3 separate regions of the Sus scrofa genome follow, and regions 1 and 2 are each linked to region 3. The links are chromatin contacts, called in public HiChIP or PLAC-seq maps. All regions are on one chromosome and are shown on one strand. Each heading gives the region's core, a stretch centred on a gene start, on an enhancer-like site or on the middle of the called end of the contact. The rest is flanking DNA. Distances are from core to core; before and after follow the strand shown.

The links. HiChIP or PLAC-seq counts read pairs in DNA pulled down with a chosen protein or histone mark.
Region 1: a contact with region 3 is called in an H3K27ac HiChIP or PLAC-seq map of alveolar macrophages. The contact joins the promoter of FAM45A here to the promoter of RGS10 in region 3. A contact is called at or near these places in 1 of 5 promoter capture datasets (fetal liver) and 1 of 2 datasets of contacts at active chromatin or transcription factors (alveolar macrophages).
Region 2: a contact with region 3 is called in an H3K27ac HiChIP or PLAC-seq map of alveolar macrophages. The contact joins the promoter of MCMBP here to the promoter of RGS10 in region 3. A contact is called at or near these places in 2 of 2 datasets of contacts at active chromatin or transcription factors (alveolar macrophages and skeletal muscle).

The regions. Positions count from the first base shown.
Region 1 is chr14:129,005,879-129,009,880 of Sscrofa11.1, reverse strand. It overlaps FAM45A (protein FAM45A), which reads right to left and starts at 2,672. Exons shown (of 9, transcript XM_013983795.2): 1 at 2,526-2,672. It overlaps EIF3A (eukaryotic translation initiation factor 3 subunit A), which reads left to right and starts at 2,713. Exons shown (of 22, transcript XM_001928342.6): 1 at 2,713-2,956. The coding sequence starts at 2,908.
Region 2 is chr14:129,739,964-129,743,929 of Sscrofa11.1, reverse strand. It overlaps MCMBP (minichromosome maintenance complex binding protein), which reads left to right and starts at 1,725. Exons shown (of 16, transcript NM_001243591.1): 1 at 1,725-1,993. The coding sequence starts at 1,936.
Region 3 is chr14:129,421,496-129,425,617 of Sscrofa11.1, reverse strand. It overlaps RGS10 (regulator of G-protein signaling 10), which reads left to right and starts at 1,468. Exons shown (of 5, transcript XM_001927416.4): 1 at 1,468-2,027. The coding sequence starts at 1,979.

The DNA.
Region 1 (4,002 bases), core at 1,423-3,922, 420 kb after region 3:
CCAGCAACAAATTCAAGTTTTGCTTTTTGGGAATTTCTGGAATTTTTTTCCAAATATTTTCAATTCATGTTTGGTTGAATCTGTGGATGCGGAACCCCATGGGTGTAGAGGGTCAACTGTACTTATTAAATAACTTCAAAGAAAAAAGAATGAAGATGTAGAAATACTGAATTTCATTTTACCTCCGAATATTCTAGTATTTTTATTCTTTCAGGTCTACCAAATAATTGAGTTATAATAATCATTTTACCATTTTCTTTGAGCTATAACAATGGAAAGGTAAGAAAGCTTTCTGGTTGGGAAGCAGAAAGATACTCAGGGCAGGTTTCCTTTTATTTTATTCTGTTAACGTGTCTCTATGGCCTACTGGGTAATTTTCTAGCTATAGCATTTAAAAGCTATATTTGCTCTTATGTTTAGCTTTTAAATTTTGACTTAATTATTATATACACAAACAAGTCTCTTGATCCTGCCCCATAAAACAGTTCCTACAGCTTCTTAGTCCTTATTGCTCAACCCTGCTATTGTTTTTTGAGAAGCACAGACATTGACAGATCTGAGCATTTTGGAGGGAGAATTCTCTGTTTTTTTTGTTTGTTTGTTTGTTTGTTTGTTTTTTGCTTTTTAGGGCCACACCAGTGGTATATGGAGGTTCCCAGCTAGGGGTTGAATCGGAGCCACAGCCACAGCCAAGCAGGATCCCCAACCCGCTGAGCAAGGCTAGGGATTGGACCCCCAACCTCATGGTTACCAGTCAAATTCATCTCCGTTGCGCCACAACAGGAACTCCCCTGAAATTAATTTTAAAATAAACTTTTTTTCAGAATTTGTAATTTTTTTAAATGTCTGCATTTCCCAACTTTTCTTTTTCTTGACAGGAAAGTAGGAATTTTTTTTTTTTTTTTTTTTTTGGTCTTTTTAGGACCACACCAGCAGCAATGTGGAGGTTCCCAGGCTAGGGGTCAAATAGGAGCTGTAGCTGCTGGCCTATGCAACAGCCACAGCAGCACGGGATCCGAGCTGCTGTCTTTGACCTACACCACAGCTCATGGCAACGTGGGATCCTTAACCTACCGAGCTAAGGCCAAGGGATCAAACCCTCGTCCTCATGGATGCTAGTCAGATTCATTTCTGCTGGGCCGCAAGGGGAACTCTGGAAAGTAGGGTTTATTGATGGGCATAAGGAGGACATGAGTGCAGGGCCCACCATTTGTCCAGGCGCCACCGTTAGGGATCTTTTGACCACAAAGCCATCCGGGATAAGCTGCTTTTCTGTCACCATGTTTTCAAATTTATCCTCATTATACTTAGTACATCTCCACTTCTTGGAGATGTGGCTCTTCTGGCGGCCAGCAAACTTGAACTTGGCCTTGCATAGGGATCCTTGTTCTGCAGCTTTGGTGCAGGTGGACATTATAACTTGAGCAATGTGGACCCTGGCCACTGTGCCCTGGGCTTTGCAAAGGCACTGGGGCATACCTGTCTGGAGCCTACATAGGGGACAGCATGCCTATCATGAATGTCCACTGGAAAGGGTTGTCTCCTATATCCCCTAGGGCAACCCAGACAAGCGACAAACTGCAGACATCACCTGGCAGGCTGCTGTTTGCAGCCACTGCACACAGGGCCCCAACAAAGAAAAGAGAAATTTTCTTTCTTCACAGTGATAAAGTTAAATAGAACAATCTTTTTTTATGAGGCAAAGGAATGCAGGGGAAATGCTTTCTGTGCGCAGGTACTGTAGTTTCCTCACTCCTTAATGTAGCACTCTCTCAATTCACATATCCCATCTATTATTACAAAATGCGTAATAAATTTGCAACAATTTATTCCACTGGTGCTTTCTGAATTTTTCTTCTGAACTCATCTTAATTTCACACAAGGCTTGAATGGTTAGCTTCAGTGTAAATGGCTTTCAAGTTCTACGTACAATGTTTTCACATTAAAATTATTAATCAATAATAAGACTGTAACAAAGGGCCTGTTATATATGGATTTTTTTCACTAACACTCATTTTTCCTACATGTGTTTACGATATGTGCTGAATATAAAGGCAACAACACTCGCATATATTTTCAAATATTTTGAGGGTCTGTTTTGCTGCAGGTCTTTTTGTCCCCTGTCAGACTGTTGTTAACAGTCTATTCCCATCCTTCAGGTCTCGGCTCAAAACTCGCCTTCTCTGAGGGACCAGGCAACCTCTGTGTCACCAGCTTTAAAATTTTACCTAGATATGAAATAAGATCGCTTATTTGTTTAGTTATTTATTACATCCCTCCTCATGCTAGTCTGCCATGTGACAGGTCACCACAATCTCCCAGTGGCAAGTATTGCTGGCCTAATATCTGCCCAACGTATTTTTGTTAAATGAACCAATCTGGCAATTAATGCAGCCAAGTCAGGCCATTCCCTAGGCAGAGCGACCTGACGGTAACTTCGAAAAACTTTGCATAAATCAAGTTAGGGACGACTCTATGCAGACACCTGCCTTCTCGCCAGCCAGAAGCTCTGACCCAACTCTCACCTTGCCCACTCCGATTTTCGCTCCAGGAGCGAAAGGCCTGACAACCGGCTCCCTAACGTTTCCCAGCGGAGTCCCGAAGAGGCGACGGAACTCAAGGACGCCTGCCATCGCCACGTCAGCGGGCACGCGTGACGCCAACGCGCCTGCGCGCGGGGAGAGGCGGTGCGTGCGCGGAGACCCGCCTCTACATCCGGGGCCTCGGCGGCGGCGGCGCCGCCGCGCGGGGGTCACGTGGCTTCTTCCTTTCCGTCTCTGGCCGGCTGGGCGCGGGCGACTGCTGGCGAGGCGCGTGGAGCCTCGCGCTGGTTCCCCTTCGTCTCCTCTCCCGGCCCGGGCCCCTAAGGAGTTCGCTAACGCCGGGTGAGCTGAGCCTGCCGCCAAGATGCCGGCCTACTTCCAGAGGCCGGAAAATGCCCTCAAACGCGCCAACGGTGAGTAGGGGATCGGGGCGCGCCGGGCTGGGGCGGCCCGAGGCCTGGGAGGTCGCGGGGCCGGGGACTGCTTCTCTCTGCTCTGCTGCCCGCCTGCAGCTGCACAGGAGGCCGATGCGGCCTGCCCGCCACCGACCCAGCCCGTGGTTGGGCATGTTGCCTCTTTCGCTCCAACCGACGTGGGGGTGAGAGGCGCGCAGCCCGGAACCGTCGCTGTGGGGACCCTACTTCCCCCCGCCGCCGTCTGGGCCGCAGCTCCTGGGACAGGCCTACCCGGGCCGGAGCTTCTCCCTTCCCGCCTCCGCTTGCCCTCCAGACCACGGGCTTTCTGCTGAGGCTCCGCGCCCCCGGCCGCCATCTGGGAGTGCCGGGGAGGAGGAAACATGGCTCCCTCCCGGGGACAATGCACGCGAGAACCTCGACTCCACCTCCCGTCCGGCCGGGAGCCGGCGGTCCCACCTCCGGCCCTCCCGCTGACACCTCCGGGCGCCCCCCCCCCCCCAATCTAGCGCCTCGCTCTTCTGGGTCAGGGTCCACGTCCCTTTCCCCTCTGGCCACTGTCTCCTCTTCGGGGACTCTGACCCATTTAACTGGTTTCCTGTGTTTTCTGGCATTGATTATTGGCAGTCAGCAGCTTACTTCGACTCTCAGAAGTTGGGACAGAGTTAATACTATGAGAGAGACTTCAAGTTCTCTCGTAAAGATAACGAAAGTGAGGCCTAGAGAGACAGATTTGTCCAAGGTCACTCTGGGAGTTAGTTGTTGAGCTTGGAGACCAAACCAAGGTTTCTTAACTTCCAGATCGGTCTTTTTTTCCCCACCATGGCACTGCTGCTTGCGATTTTTATTTCCGTTTGTGTACTTAAGCCACTGGAGCTTTTGGGAAACTTGTGTGTGTGCCGGTCTATTCAAGAGGCATTTATTACGTTGACGTTATGGAAGTGCAAATCTAATATACGTGCCTCTGGTCTTAAACAACTTTTATTATTATTTAGGGCTTATAAGTGTTAGTGTATCCATTGCTCATATTTTCACCTTTCCTCTAC
Region 2 (3,966 bases), core at 476-2,975, 320 kb before region 3:
AAATGGTGGTAATGCCAGATTTTAAACCATTTTCTCAGCTCACACAAACTCACAAGAGCCAGATGTATATAATACAGTAAGCCTATTACCATCATCCCTTGGTGTCCGTTGGGGTGAGTTGGTTCCAGGACCCCACGGGTATCTGCAGATGCTCAAGTCCATTATATAAAACGAATGTTCTGGGAGTTCCCGCTGTGGTGCAGTGGGTAGCAGCTCAGGTGGCTGTGGAGGCATGGGTTTGATCCCCAGCCCAGCACAGTCGTTTAAAGAACTAAAGTATCCAGGGATGCTGCAATGTAGGTTGCAGCTGTGGCTCAGATGCAATTCCTGGTCTGGGCGCTTCCATATGCCCCAGGTGCAGCCAGACAATTGGAAAAAAAAAAGAAAGAAAGAAAAAAAAGTTCTCTTTATGGCTTGGTGGGTTAAGGACCAAACATTGTCTCTGTGAGGATGTGGGTTTGCTCCAAGCCCTCACTCAGCGGTTAAGGATGGATGGGACATTGCTGCAAGCTACAGCGTGGGTCAAACAAGTAGCTCGGATCCGGTGCTGCTGCGGCATAGGCAGCAGCTGCAGCTCGGACTCAACCCCTAGACTGGGAACTTTCATAAAGGTGCAGCTGTTTAAAAAAAAAGTACTCTGCCCCCTGTATTTGCAAATTCCGCATCCTCAATTCAACCAACCTTGACCTCCCCAACCCCCACCCCACCAATGGGGAGAATAAATAGTTGAAGATGACAAATAAAAACACCCCCTTTGGCCCCTAAGAGGTCTTGAGATCTGAGCTCAGTTCTCCAGCTGCCCGCTTTCTGGGCTCCATTCAGATCCTTCCTCTCTTAACACGACCTGTTTTCAGCTGATGAGCAGGGTTTTCTCAGACCTATTCCAGGCCTAGGGGAAACTATTTCACTACAGAACTTGGGTATTTCCAAATTTCCTCATTCGAAGGTTACTGTTGACTTATCTTGTGTGTGCTACCACTGTCTGAGGGTATCCTGACACATTCTGCAGGAACCTCCCCAAAGCGCACTTTCCAGCTTCTAGGCAGGGTATATTTTCACAGTTATGAACTTGCCTCTCACTTAGGACCTAGTCCCTCTACAAGGCCTGAGATGGCAGCAAAGGGAGCTTGCAGACTTTCAAATTCCCCTATCTAAACACACACCTGCCTGGGGGGCTGAGACTTCATCTGAGGGCAAGTCACTGCATAGGGTTTTGGGCAGGGAACGAAAGAGAGTTGCCATCAGAAAAAAAAAAAAAAAAGAAAGGCAATTAGAGGAAGGTGGGCAGACACGAAAGGCTGCTTTATCCTCTAATTTTGCCCAGAGATAACTTTGAAGTCTCTTTGGGTTTGTGCTTTTGGACTGCTACAGCCTCCAAACCGTGCAAGGCCTCGCATCATGAAAAACGAACCGGACTTCGGGAGTCTCCCCCTTCGAGCTGGCAGCGAGAGACACCCAGCACCACTCGCCTTCAGCCCCCGACGCCAGGGTCGGAGCTCCGGAGGCCGCGCCTGCCCTTCCTTTCGCCCGTCTCCAAGATGGCGACCGCTCCGCCGCCGCGGCCCCGCCCCGGGCCGGCCGGCCCCCCGCCCAGTAGGCCGGCCCCGCCTTCCCGCCCGGGGCCGCGCAGCGCGCTCCCGCCGCCCCTCCCCGCGCGAGCTCCACCCAGGTCGCAGGCAGCGCGGTCGGCGGCGCCTATTTCCCGCCATTGTGCGAAGTGGAGGCTGGGGGCTCCGCACGCGGCGCCTGCCAGTAGCCGGCAGCTCCTCGGCTGCTGCTGCCACAGCCGCTGTTCTCTGAGGCGCCGGGAGGCCGAGCGGCCGGTGCCGCGAGGCTCACCCTGCGTGGGAGGGCGCGGGCGAGGAGCGGCCGAGCCCCCGAGGAGGAGCCGCGGCGCGGGACGCCGGGCCGCGCCGGCTCCGGCCCGTCGGCGAGATGCCCTGTGGGGAGGATTGGCTCAGCCACCCGCTGGGGATCGTGCAGGGCTTCTTCGGTGAGTGGCGGCCCCGGGGGCGGGCCGGGCGGGCCGCCGAGTTGACCGAGCCCCGGGCCCGGCCCCGCTGCGCGGCCCCACGCGGGGCCACCTCGAGGGCTCGCGCGGCCGAGACGGTCAGCCGGGCCTGCGCCGGTCCGCCTTAGACACCCCGGACCGCGGGCCGCGGCTTCCCGGGCCGGGCCGCAGGTGCCTCCCACCTGCCCGATTCGCGGTTCGCGAGCGGCCAAGGTTACGCGGCGAGGAGCTGGCGGCCGGCCGTGATTGACGGCCCGGCTTCCCTTGGTGGCACTGCTGGGGCCCTAGCCCGGCGGCAAAACTCGGACGGGTCCTTGAACCTTGGGGAGGGCTCGCAGAGATGGGGTGAAGGAAAAGCACTTTGCCTATGGGAAGCCTGCGGGGTATTTCAAAACTTCCGGTGTGTCGGGGGAGTGCTCGCTCGCTCGCTCGCAGCAGAAGTTGGCTCCAACTCCTGTATTACACACATCCTCGCGTTTCGAGATAAGATTTAGTGTAATAGCTTCATTTTTCTTTTGGGATGCCTTTAAAACCGCTTGGTCTCCATCTCCTCCTTGTGCCAGAGCTAGTAAGAAATGTTGAACTCCTTAAATGCGTTCCTACATAGAAAGAGCTCAGAATGTTGCAGACAGGCTTAGTAAATTTTAGTTGGAATTATCGTCAATGCCACTCTTCTGCTAGGGTCCACTAAGGAAAATTTAGGTTTGTTTGCCGTTACCTGGGCATTTTGGCCCTACTTTCCATGTCTTTTGCACTTAGGAGGGGTGGAGGCAAACCCAGCCAGCAATCACTGTTAGATCAGAACACCTGACTTGTCAGGAGGTAACAAAGTTGTAGGTAGAGTGGCCTTCATCACTTAAGGCATCGTGGGATATTAATGAGAATGCCTATTAAGAAGCTAAATTGTTTCCAGCAGCCGAAACTGAAGGCAGAAAATGTATGTATTCCTTGTGGGAAAGACTCACTCAGCAATTCTTTATTCATTTTCCTTATAGCTTGAACTAGTATAGCTATCTGGTTTCCTAGGCAGAAGCTAGAGGCAGCAAATTAGAAGGCCTGGGTTGGCATCTGGATTGTAGCTAATGAGGAGTGACAATCTGATAAAGAAGAAATTAAATCTGTATGTAGCTTAAATTAAAAAACAACAACAGTGTATATCCATCAAGGGTGCTTTTGAGGAAGGGGCATTTATCTCTACTATATACTGGTAATTGTTGTTTATAATGAGTATGGGAACTTATCATTGATTTCCAAAATAATGGCCCAGAATGTGGAGTAAAGATTAAATTGCAGGGAGTATCCATTGTGGTGAAGTGGAAACGAATCCAACTAGTATCCATGAGGATGTGGGTTTGATCCCTGGCCTTGCTCAGTGGGTCCAGGATTCAGTGAGAGCTGTGGTATAGGTCACCGACACAGCTCAGATCTGGCATGGCTGTGATGTAGGCATGGAGCTGCAGCTCCTATTCAACCCCTAGCCTGGGAACTTCCATATGCTGCAGGTGTGGCCCTAAAAAAGCCAAAAAAAAAAAAAAAAAAAAAAAATTGCGCAATTGGCTTAAGAGGATGCAGACTCATGGGTACTTATTCGGAAATGTCTTTCAAAAGTAAGTTTTTGTGGAGTTCCCATTGTGGCTCAGCCTTAACGAACCCTACTAGTATCCATGAGGTCTCCAGTTCCATCCCTGACCCTGCTCAGTGGGTTAAGGATCCAGTGTTGCCGTGAGCTCTGGTGTAGGCTGGCAGCTGCAGTTCTCATTTGACCGCTAGCCTGGGAACTTACATATGCTGTGGGGGTGTGGCCCTAAAAAGATGGAAAAAAAAATTTGTGAGAAATACCTCTACCCTAGTCTTGCTGGATAAATTAGATTATTTTATATTTGGTATAGATTCAAATGTATTTGTGTCAGATTTTATCCCCTATGTGTGTGATCCTAAGGGGGCATGTCACATTA
Region 3 (4,122 bases), core at 219-2,718:
TCATAAGCATGTCCTAGGCGATGCCCGGTTTTATCAGGACACGGGGTGGACCTAGCAACATTCAGCTGTGCCTGACTTTTACCCATCGTGCCAGTGTCCTTATTTCCTGTGTTAAGATTACTTGTAATTTGGTCTCTGGAGACGTTTTCTGGGGAAGTGTGCTGCACAAAGTCCCTGGTTATTGCAATGAAACTGCAGCGACCTCATCTGGATCCAAGACTCTGCAGAGTTGAAAGGTCCTTCCTTTACAATGGATGAACCTGCAGCCTATAGTTTTAAGCATCACCCGTTCAGTCCCATTACAATGAGAGGAAGCTAGCAGGAGCCCAGCCCCAGAGGAGCCCAACAACAAGAGAAGCTTTTAAAATTGAACTTCGCAGCTGGGTTTTACTTTCCTGACCACAGTGGTCTCCTGGAGTTGCAGCTGAAAGCACCCCCCCCACACACACACCCCCCCTTCAGGAGTAAGAAAAGCCTCTCTATGCAGCAGAGGGGGCGCAGGGTGGGGGGGGTTAGAAATACTCTGAGGAAAGGCATACTTTGAGAGGGGAAGGGGAGGTAGGGAGAGAAATGAGAGGCAACCACAGAAGGCCAGGAATGGGCCGGGTGGGGTTGGGACTGAAGGGGTGGGTAAAGGGAGGAGGAAAAATTGGCGAATGGGAAGCTCAGAATAGCAGATATAAAAGAAAGTGCCAACTAGGGAAAATACTGAGAAAGGATGGGTGGAGGGGGATCGAGACTGGGTATAACGGTTGAGAAAAATAGCAATTAGTACAGCTAAAAATAAAGACCAATTTAGAGACAAAGCCAGATACACAAGGGGAAAAATAGGACTCGCCCGAAAGAATTTCTCACAAACCAAATCCTCAAGAAAATGGGGCTAATGACACCCCCTCTTGGTCTGTTTCGCAGAAGAAATGAGAATAGATTCGAGTAGAACTGGTGGCGCTGAGCAGGTGACTGGTGACAGAGGAGAAATCAGAAGTAGGGCGCAGCGCGGACCCTAGTGGTTCGTATTCCGGGCGTTGAGCTCAAAGGCCCTCCGGGAAGATGAGCCACGTGTCCCTAAACTTATTCCCTCCAGTCAGCTGGTGTGCGGGGCAGAGGCATCGCTCTGGGCTGGAACGTTAAGGGGTTCCTATAGAATTCCCTCGAGACCAGGGCTCTAGCGCCCAAGTTTCGGCACCCACGCAGCCCACCTGGAAGAGGGCGCGCCCACCCGCAGCAGCTCTGCTCGCTCTGCAGGTGGACACCGCCGCCCGGGTTTCGGCAGCGACGCCGCACTAGCTCTCGTGGCGGTGGGATGGCTCAGTGCCCACGGAGTCGCGGGACAGGCAAGCCTGGGGAGCAAGGATCCTAGATCACCGGGACAAGAAGAAGGCCGTTGGCCACGCCTAGGTTTTGCAGCACTTCAAGGCCTCGGCTTCCCGGTCTCTGAGCCGGGATGTGACCCCGGCCTGCCTCCCCGCCAAAGTGCAGGGAGTCAAAGAAGCACTGTGCTCCCGCGGTGCCGCTCCCGGTTCTCGTGGCTGCAGGGAGACGGCTGGGGGCCGGGCAGGGCGGGACTGCGGGCGTCTTCTCTGGCCAGCCCCGCGGGGCAGCGAGGGGTCCCTGGGACGCGCGAACCGCCTGGGCAGGGTTCCTAAGTCCTAGGCGGCGCAAACTCCTCCTGCGCTCGTGCGCACCATCCCGGGCGCTGAGCCGGATTCTGGTGTTTGGGAGTCACCCGTGCGCGCCCTGCCCGCCCAGGCACCCCGGGGCTGGACCGCGAGGCCTCAGCTGGGGTGGGCAGGGCGCAAGGAGCGCGCCACGCGGCGCCTGGCCGGGCGGAGGGCGGTGGGGCGGGGGCGCGCGCTCCGGGGCGGTCCTGAGCCGGCTCCTCCTCCTCCTCCTCGGCCTCCTCCTGCTCTTCGCCTTCCCCAGCTCAACCGCCCGCGCCGCCCGGCTGCTCCTCCTTCCTCCCCGGGGTGTCGCAGCGATGTTTAACCGCGCTGTGAGCCGGCTGAGCAGGAAGCGGCCGCCGTCAGGTAAGGGGCTCCATGGGTGGGGGACTGGGGTGCCCCCAGGGGCAGCAATGAGCCGCTCGAGCCGGCGATGCCGGTCCAGGGCATCCTTTCCTCCCGCCCGGGCGCGGCATCTTCTCCCAGCTCCGTCCAGCGTCTTTGCGGTTCCAGCCGCGGCGGGAGCACAGAGCCGCGAGAGGTGCGCCGGGGAGGAAGTTTGTCTAAAAAGAGGAACAGCAGCACTTTTCTTTTTAGTGAAGATCGGGGAGAAAAATGAGATCCAGAACACCCCCAAACTTTGAAGGTAGTATGGGATCTAGATTCTGAAAGCAGACCGTCACCGCCCCCGCCCCCCCATTTTTCTTGAGTTCTCTGTCTCTGCTGCAGGCGTTGGTGTGAATGATGCCTGTGCAGTGCCTGAGGAAGGCACGCCTGGACCCCGGGCATCCGGGCTGGGGCTGCCGAGCGCCTTCTGTTCTGGGCTGCGGAGCCGAAATGTGGGGTGAAGAAAGGGTGAACGCCAGGTGAAGGGCGTTCGCGCCCAGGCAAGGGGCCGACATTGCAAAGACTTCGGCTTGGCCATCCCTCTGGTCCAGCATTTGCAGTTCGCGCCCAGGCAAGAGCCGACTTTGCAAAGGGTTCGGCTTGGCGGTCACTCTGGTCCAGCCCGAGGACAATTTGGAGCGATTCGACAGGACAAAGAACCCACGGTGATGATGAAACCATGCCCTTGATTCCAACCATCTTACCCTTTTTGTTCATGATAACAGCTACGCCCTTTTGAGCGCTTAATGGGGACCACTCTCTGTGTTCACTCGGCTCTCGGTGAATTCTCTCTTCACTCTTAAGGGCAACCCAGTGAGATAGGTACTGTTCTCGCCCCTTTATGGAGAAGGGAACGAAGGGAAGCCAGGAGCTGTTAGGTAACTTGTCCCAAGTCACACTTAGGAAGTGATAGAGACTCTTTCAAACCCAGCTTGGCCCCACTCTGGAGGTGAGAGGTTTTTCTGTTGCCTTCCACCCCAGGAGTTGCTTCTGTATATACTCAGTGTGTACATGTTGGCTCATGAATTTTTGTCCCACTGAATATCATATTTTATGAGACACACAGTGGTTAAGAGAAAGGATGGAAGCTAAGTTGGGTGGATCCAAATCCCACCTCCACCACTTACTAGCTATGGAGCCTCCCTGTGCAAATAAGGATCCGCAAAATGGGAATAAAAGATCCCTCTTTAAACAGTTACAGCTGGTTTCCCATCTATCAAATGATGCATGTTATTGCACTTAATATTTAGAACCCTAATAAAGTAGGGTTTCCACCCTAATAAAATAGGATTTCATAGGGTTATTGTAAATTGCTTATATTTAGTCTTAGTGGTCATGTAAACATTTCTGTGTTGCCTGTGAGTCAAAGTATCCATGTGGGTCTTCGTATCAGCTACTCCCTATGGTTGGATATTTACAGGCCTATGGAGTGATGGTCAGAGTCTGGACTCTGAAAAACTCCTGCTTCCCACACTGACTATCATTCAGTGAACTTGGGGGCAAGTTACTTGACCTCTGAACCAATTGCTACATCATCAGGAAATTTGGGAGCTGGTTGCTAAACCATAGGTAGCTTGAAGTTGGCTGTCGGTGGCTATTTACACCACAAAAATCAGCAGATGCTAAAAATCAAGGTTCCCCCACTCCGCTGCCCAGGAGAGCTGGTTCACCAGCACACCTCTGCGTCAGTTTTACCGTCTTTAAACTGTTTCATAGAGTGATGGGATAAAACACAGAAAAGCATGTATATGAAGTTTTTAGTACAGTGTCTGGCATTACTGAGTAATGATTAGTTGTTATCTTTTCCATTTTTATTATAAATAGAGCTTCTGTGAACATCACTGCACAGGTGGCTTTTGAGTTGAAGTCTTCCAAACAAATCAACTGAATTATGGGATATGCATGGTTTGGGGGTGCATGGGCGCATGTTGTACGCCAGAAAGACTGGGGCTGTTTCAGTGGAGTGTACTGCTTTCAGGGTAACACATTTTAAGGCTGACGAAATGTGATTAGGTTGTGATAGAAAGATCGGTAGCTAAATATCATGGATTGGTAATGAATGCCTGGCTTCCAA